2 separate regions of the Sus scrofa genome follow, and region 1 is linked to region 2. A link is a contact called in public Hi-C data. All regions are on one chromosome and are shown on one strand. Each heading gives the region's core, a stretch centred on a gene start, on an enhancer-like site or on the middle of the called end of the contact. The rest is flanking DNA. Distances are from core to core; before and after follow the strand shown. Region 1 overlaps PPP1R9A (neurabin-1). Region 2 has its middle 90 kb from the start of COL1A2.

What was found. Hi-C and Micro-C count contacts between places; a contact is called where the count stands out from the background.
Region 1: a Hi-C map of fetal skeletal muscle shows a contact between it and region 2, with 2.8 times the contacts expected there. The contact joins two enhancer-like sites. A contact is called at or near these places in 8 of 47 Hi-C or Micro-C datasets (embryonic fibroblasts, epiblast stem cells, fetal skeletal muscle and 3 more).

Annotation. Positions count from the first base shown.
Region 1 is chr9:74,889,090-74,892,663 of Sscrofa11.1, forward strand. PPP1R9A (neurabin-1) reads left to right here. Exons shown (of 19, transcript XM_021063384.1): 8 at 2,371-2,424. Among named protein-coding and RNA genes, the nearest start is that of PON1, 84 kb to the right of the region's middle. Within about 2 kb of position 1,947, at least 13 of the 83 cell types and tissues checked have an H3K27ac peak or open chromatin away from gene starts, as enhancers often do. A contact at or near this core is called in fetal skeletal muscle, where this site is marked.
Region 2 is chr9:74,082,438-74,085,934 of Sscrofa11.1, forward strand. No RefSeq gene overlaps it. Among named protein-coding and RNA genes, the nearest start is that of COL1A2, 90 kb to the right of the region's middle. Within about 2 kb of position 1,409, at least 25 of the 83 cell types and tissues checked have an H3K27ac peak or open chromatin away from gene starts, as enhancers often do. A contact at or near this core is called in fetal skeletal muscle, where this site is marked.

The sequences.
Region 1 (3,574 bases), core at 697-3,196, 810 kb after region 2:
AGAGGTTAAGTAATTTTCCAAACTCACATAGTTAGTACATAGTAGGCCTGAGATGAGTTCCAGCAGTCTAATTTAACTACTCTGCATACTTGGCTCATGGTAGAAGGAACAAAGAGTCATTCTTCTTGTCAATAACAATTGAAGATACTCCAAAAATCACCTAGGCATGTAGATTTGCTGGATCTCTTAGTGTCCACATGTACAAGATCTCTGTGGAAAATAATTCCTTATAGCTATGTGTATGTGTATGTGTACATCTGTTTGTCTGTAATGTATCATGTCTAGATCTACGTACTTTTGCTAATTTTGATTTATTAATTTATATTGGTAGAGAGATTAGTGCCAAAATTCATTAGAAGGAGAAAGAGTTATCTTTACAGCACCTTGTACAAGGCAGCTCTAAAATAAGTGCCTTTTGAATTAATCCTTATTTTATTTCATCTATAAGCCCTAATTTCCCATGTCTAAAGTGAGTCTAGAAGTGTAAGGATCCATTATTCAGTAGTGTCTTCACCATAGAGCCAGCATTTGGAGAAGCCATTTTGGCCCATATTGGCCTGGGTTGCCTGGCTTTGTCAGGTCCCGAGAGATTCATCCAGACTGGAGCTCTGAATGATTACAGACTTCATCAGGGAGGTGGAAGAGAAGATGCTAAGAATTTAGAGTAGCACTTTGCCAGGTACACTGGTGCTCTGAGCATCTGCTAAAGGCAGGTAAGTTAAGCATAGTACCACTAGGGCTATGGTGAGAAACTGAGGGAGCCAAGACCATTTTGGCCACGCAGAGAGTATTTCCTAGAGTAAGAAGGAGTGGCGGATGAAAGGAGCAAGAGCTGTGGGCAAGACTTAGAGGAGTGACCGGCTCCGAAAGCAAGAGAATAAGATAAATGGATGGGGCAGAATCTGATTTGAAAGTTTCAAGATCACCCTCAAGACCAAGAGCAGGAGCAGAGCTGTAGCTTTGTTGTCTTCAGGGTGTCGACAGGAGACCTGAAAGATCATGGAGAGGACATTTTGCCCAGAGCGTGAAGGTCCTCAGTTTCTAGGCTTTTATTCATCAGTATCTGAGTGTTGAATGAATCTGTCCTTGATTCTAACCTCTTTTCTTCTACATCCTTCTCATATGCCCTTACTGGCCAGGTAAACACCAAGGAAATGCAGGTTACAAACAAAAGAGAGAGCTGAGGTGTTCAGGGTGGTGTGCTCTCTAAAGGTTCACATTTGTCTTTTCATTAGCTGTCTTTCCCATAGGAAAACTTTAGACTTATTTGATTGCAGTAACATGGGAAGTTTGCAGTCCTTCTGTACAATCATAAATTGAAAATGCTCTGAAACAGTTTTTTAATATAATTTTGTGGCAGACTCATTTTGGTGGTAAACCTGACCCACACTGACAGGATGCTATTTGCAGCCTTTATGCACCTTAGTGAGAATATTCACATGTTTGGTGGCAAAAAAAATATTCCGTGTGTTTGATTACAGAGGGATTCCACGCCCCGCTGTGGGCAATAAGCAATTTATGGAAAATGCATCTTACTATGATTCTGAAATTAGAAAAATTCTGAATTCCAAAAACATCTGGCCCCAGGGGTTTTAGAAAAGTGATCGTCAACCCATAAATGTTTTTCCGTAAATGTTGGTGTATTTATTTATCCCTTAAGGAATGAATGTTTGCTTCGTTCTTCTCCTACAAAGAAAACAAAGTGGGGAGGGGAGAACAAGACAAATCCAAATGGCGGCTCTCAGGCCAGTAAACAGTAGCTGAAGCTTTGTGGGTGTCTAAGTCCTTAACAGAAGTAGACCTTTTAAAGGACACAAATCTAGATCTGTACTTTTCCTGCAATTAAAAATTTTTATGGATTTCGCTGTGGATCTGCATCATCCTGTTCTCCAGCTTTGCAGCTGCCTGAGCTGTAAAAGAGCTGCAAAGCCTAAAATGTCTTACTTGTGGGACCAGAGCGCCACCTTTCTTCCAGACTTGGAATGGAAGCTTTACTCATAGCCACCGGCTGACTTGCCCGTTGAAGCCATTCAATCCACAAGATTTTCAAGGAAACAATTTCTTGACACTCAAATCATAAAGGAAGAGTTGCAAAGAGGGCAAGAAAGTGTGTTTCCTTCTCTTTGGTCCCTGAGCAATTAAATTCGTAACCTAATCTGATGTTAGGGAGTGTGAGCCATAAACCCTGTGTTTAATTAGTTTGCACCTGGAGAGTCATTTTACACACTAGACATTTTAATTTACAACCTCCTGCATTGCAGCACTTTTTTAGGCCTTCAGCTATGTAATAAGGTATTCTGCTAGCTGCCGAGGCTTTAAAAATATAGATACTCTTAGTTCAGATATTTTTCCTTTCTTTTCTGTTTTCAGTTGCAAATCAAACATGCAGTTACAGAAGCAGAGATTCAGAAATTGAAGACCAAGGTAAGTACCAATACACAGTGTTTGAATTGTCCTTTTTAAACTTCAGATGCTATGAATAAATTCAACCCTAGGACTAAAAGATTTGTTTCTGTACATTTGAAAGAATCCTAATGCGAAAGATTGACTTCCACTGTTAGTGGAAAAACCTACCAGTGCACACCCTTGTGGGGTCAGTGCCACCATATCCCTCAGGAAAAGTAGCACAATATTTTATAATTGCATATTTACATGCTTGCACATATGTGGCCAGTTCACTCTGAGCTTTCCTCAAAAAGTATGTGTTCATAATAGTTCAACCATGTGACTTACATTTTGCCCCTAATTCCTTAAGCACAAGTTTTTACTATAGCTTTCTTTTTATATATCTTATTTTAAATAAGTTTAATCATTTATTTATTTTGACTTATTCTTCAGAAACAATGCATTTTAACATAACACATTAATTATTTTTCATAGGGAAAATTTCCAATTTCTAGTAATTAAATATTTTGAAATTTAATTAATATGTAAATAATTTATTTTAGGTATCAGATGCTACCAGAAATCTTTAGATAAGTTTAGTTCATATTATTTAAATTTCTGGGGGAAAAACATCTTGATAAAAGGGAAAAGGGAGCATATATTTTTAGTTTATTAATGAGATAATACAAAATTCAAAAGGGCATTTTTAATTGGTAAATTTCTTGAATTATGTCTTATTTTACCACATATGTAATTTCAAAGATTTTAAAGCAAACATGTTTTGAATTACTTTTAAAACAATAAAAATTATTTTTAATGGTCTTTTAAAAATGAAGACATAATTCCTCCCATACCAGTGACAATCTGTTTCTCTGTTCACATTGAACACTTGTTTTGGTTTTTCCATGTGTTTTAAATGGAGATGAATTAGCAAAGCTATTTTGGTTAAATGGTATTTTCAGCTAATAACTCTGTAGCTCTTTAGTCAGACCATGTCTATACATCATTCATGGTTTTAGCCAAGCTCTGTGAATAATAATTTTTTAATTAGTAGTGGTTGGTAAATAAACAACTTGAACACAAAAGCATTGCTTAATAAAAGATGCAGTAAAAACCCTGTCCTGCTTTAAATTGCTCTTGTTTCTCAGCATAGAAGAATAAAAGATTTTTTTTTAATTGTTGGTTACAA
Region 2 (3,497 bases), core at 159-2,658:
TCACTGGCAGATCCTCTCATCTCCCTGTTCTCTGAGATGGTCTTTTCTAATTAAAATCAAAACCATATGACTCTAATAATCTGATCGAAATATTTCTCTTTTCAAAACTTTGCAGTTGCTCTTAATTGCACTAAAACCTGAAATCCAACTTAAAATCTATACTGGGGCTGTAAGTCCACATGTCAAATGTTCTCATGTCTCTGACCCAACTGCTTGATGCAGCCAGGGATGTCACTCAAGGCAGTCAATCTGCTTGACTCCAATAACATCCTGACATGATTCCCCTTTTTCCTGACTGTACCTTCTCTCCTCCAATAAATAAACACTCAGAGTGCAGCTGTGATGGCCTATTTTTGTTGGCCACGCCGGGTTGTCGTTTATAGGATTTGATGTGCAATGTATCTTGTCTTATTTCTCCTGCAATCATAAACCCCATGCTTTTTGACTCCTTCTTAAGTCCACAGCACTGACACAGCACCAGGGGCTGCATAAAAGTGGTCGATTCTTTCACTGGAGGAGCTCTGAGAGGAAGTTCAAACCTTTGTCTTTATAAGCCAAGAGTTATAATGTAGATTCAAAACTTTCTGGAAAAGCAATGCAATTCCCTTTAGCCATCCCCCTTCATCCCTCCTCTTGATTTGGTCCCTCCCAGTCCTATAAAAATGGGGAAAGAATCTTGGCTTTCCTATATGGTATGACTTTCCAACAATGTCCTTCCATAAAAGGGATGGGTCTTGTTTCAGAGCCAAAGGATCTGTCTCCAACAGCTTGGGCTGGGTGGTGGTGATTTTTTTTTTTTTTTTTAATTTCAGACAACGTGGAAGTGTCTGGAATGGTGCCTTCAGTCTCAGCCATCCTAGGAATTACTCAGTGTTTCAGGGCCCTGAGCCAGTAACCACCTCCCAACCACTGCCCAACCATCTCTGCCACGTTAGCTCTGACAGGGAGGTGGGTGAGCTGTGGGTTCAGGAAGACCAGAGGGATCGGGTGCCTGATGCTGAGAAACCCTCCACAGGATCCCAATTCTCAAAGGCAAAAAGCACCCACCCTCTTGTCCTACTTCACCCCTGTAGAGCGGTGATGAGTGAGTTGTTGAGACCTCACACTCATCTGGGCTCCTCAAAGTTTAAGGCACCAAGACCCTTGGAAGCAGGGCTGTGGCCCATCTCCCCAAGCACACTGACCCAGGGCTGTACTCATCCAGGTGGAGCTTCTTTTTCTAATTTGTCAGCCAACAGGGAGACTTTGGGAAGGATGCCTTTTATAAATTTCCTCCAGTGGCGGATACCTTACTCCAATTACTCCACGTAGAAAACCTACTTTTTGCTAATGCCCCCTAAGGAGCCATATAAAGTGGCAAGCTGACCTGGCCTTTCAGTGTGTAGTGGATCTTCACACACCAAAATGATTAACTTTGTAGGGGGAGGGAGGAGATGGCACACTGGTCCCCAGCTCTTGGGTCTGAGTCACCCCCTCTGTGGCTGTCAGATTCTCCTTAGCACAGCAGGATCTCCAACCTAGAATCACATGCACACCAGTAAGTTTGAATCTCTAATGAACTTAGGCCTGAATAAAAAGGTGAGGTTTATTGGGCTGTGTGGGTTCTGCCAAAAAAATGGATCTCTGGTTCCAGGCAATCTGACAAGATCTTGTTCCAACCAGCTTTACTGACCAATGAGAAGAGCTACCCCCTAGCCAGCAAGTCATAATGTGTTTTCTCTCTCTTGCTCACTCTTGCTCTCTCTCTCTCTCTCTCTCTCTCTCTCTCTCACACACACACACACACACACACAATCCACTGTGAAGGGGAATCAGGGTGGGTTTGAATCTTGCTTGCCTCTAACACTTATCCCTTGTACACCTTATCCATGAATATCAGTATCTCTAAAATGCAGTAGAACTGATATCAAGCCCACTCCCCCTGCCTCATGCTTTATCCCCACTTTCCTAATACTTTAACCTGGGAGTTCCACAGTCTCCCTTGGTAACCTAGTCTAATGTCAAATTACTCTTCTGGTCATGATGTAATTTTCCTACAGGCAGGAACCTCATCTGCTGTGCTGCACTGTGTCTTCAAAACCTAAAAAGCGCTTGGTACAATAAACAATGGTTGAATTAATGACTGTCAGGAATGCCCACTCTGCCTCCAGTTTCACCTCTGCTACAAACGAACTATAAGTAACCTCAAGCAAGTTATCCGAGCTGTCTTGGCTACAGTTTCTTTATCTCCAAAACAAAGTGTTTGCTGTAAAAGATTTCGGTTCTCTAAGACATTCTTTCTCAGTTAGAAGATTATTTTGATTTCTAGTTCTTTCCTCTGCTGAACTTTTATCATTTCGGGCACATCTCATATCAAAAAGACATCCTGTAGTGTTTGAGAATATAGGTTTCCAAATCAGACTGTTTGGGTCTGCATCCCTGCCCTCCCACTAGCTTTGGGATTTGGGGCAACTCTTTGACCTGCTGAGCCTGTTTCCTTATCTGTAAAATGGAAATAATAATCATAATACCTCAAGGAGCTGGTAGGATGAGTAATGACTAAATTCATGTAAAGAATTGGAAAAGTGTATGATAAATGGTAGGCATACAAAAACATTCACCATAATTATATGACTGTCTTTCATTCCCATGTTTTGAATTTAAATAACTAACAGTGGCTGGCATTTGGGACTTCCAAACAGCATTCCTGTTTTAATTTCAACCTTCTCTCTTTTTGATCAATGGTAGTCTAAATTCTACATATAGTAACCTAACTGAAGAGCAAGTATAAGGATAATTTAAAACATCCGGGGTGCAATATCCATCTTATTTATCGGGAATATGATTAATAGCATCTTAAAAAATCACCGTATATGTGTCCTTATGCTGATCCTAAGCCACAATCTAAGGACTTCAACGAGCGTCAGTCCATCTTTACCTCCGCATCTTGATTCTCATTGGGAAGATCTTTATCCCCTATATTTAAGATCAGTTTTATTGTTTTCTTCATTAAAATATTAGGAGTGAAGAAACATTGACAAAATCACATCATTTGTTCTTAAAGTTTTCATTGTCACTATTATTGATCTTGCTAAAGCCGTAGAACCAGAAGATAATTTTCCCTTTGGTGGAACTTGGTCATTTTGCTATTTTGAACAGAGTTTATGAGACTGAAGTTGAAAGGGCTGTGAACTATGGATAACCCATATGTTCCTTAATGGTTGTTACATTATTATTTTTCTCACAATTATCAAAAAAAAAAAACCCACAGATTTATTTGGAAAGACTCTGAACAATGAAATAAATACAGTACTGATTTCAAATGCAAATGCCATGTCATTTCTAAATGACTCAACCTTCAAAAGACAATGATAAATCAACCAGATAATTTCTGGGTGTCAAAGAGTTTTAAAGGTGATAGCTAGTAAATTGAAGTACACATCAAAGTTTCTCAAATAAAAATGTTAAATATAAGTTACTTCTTCATACATATCTAATACCTGTCAAGTTAAGGGGAA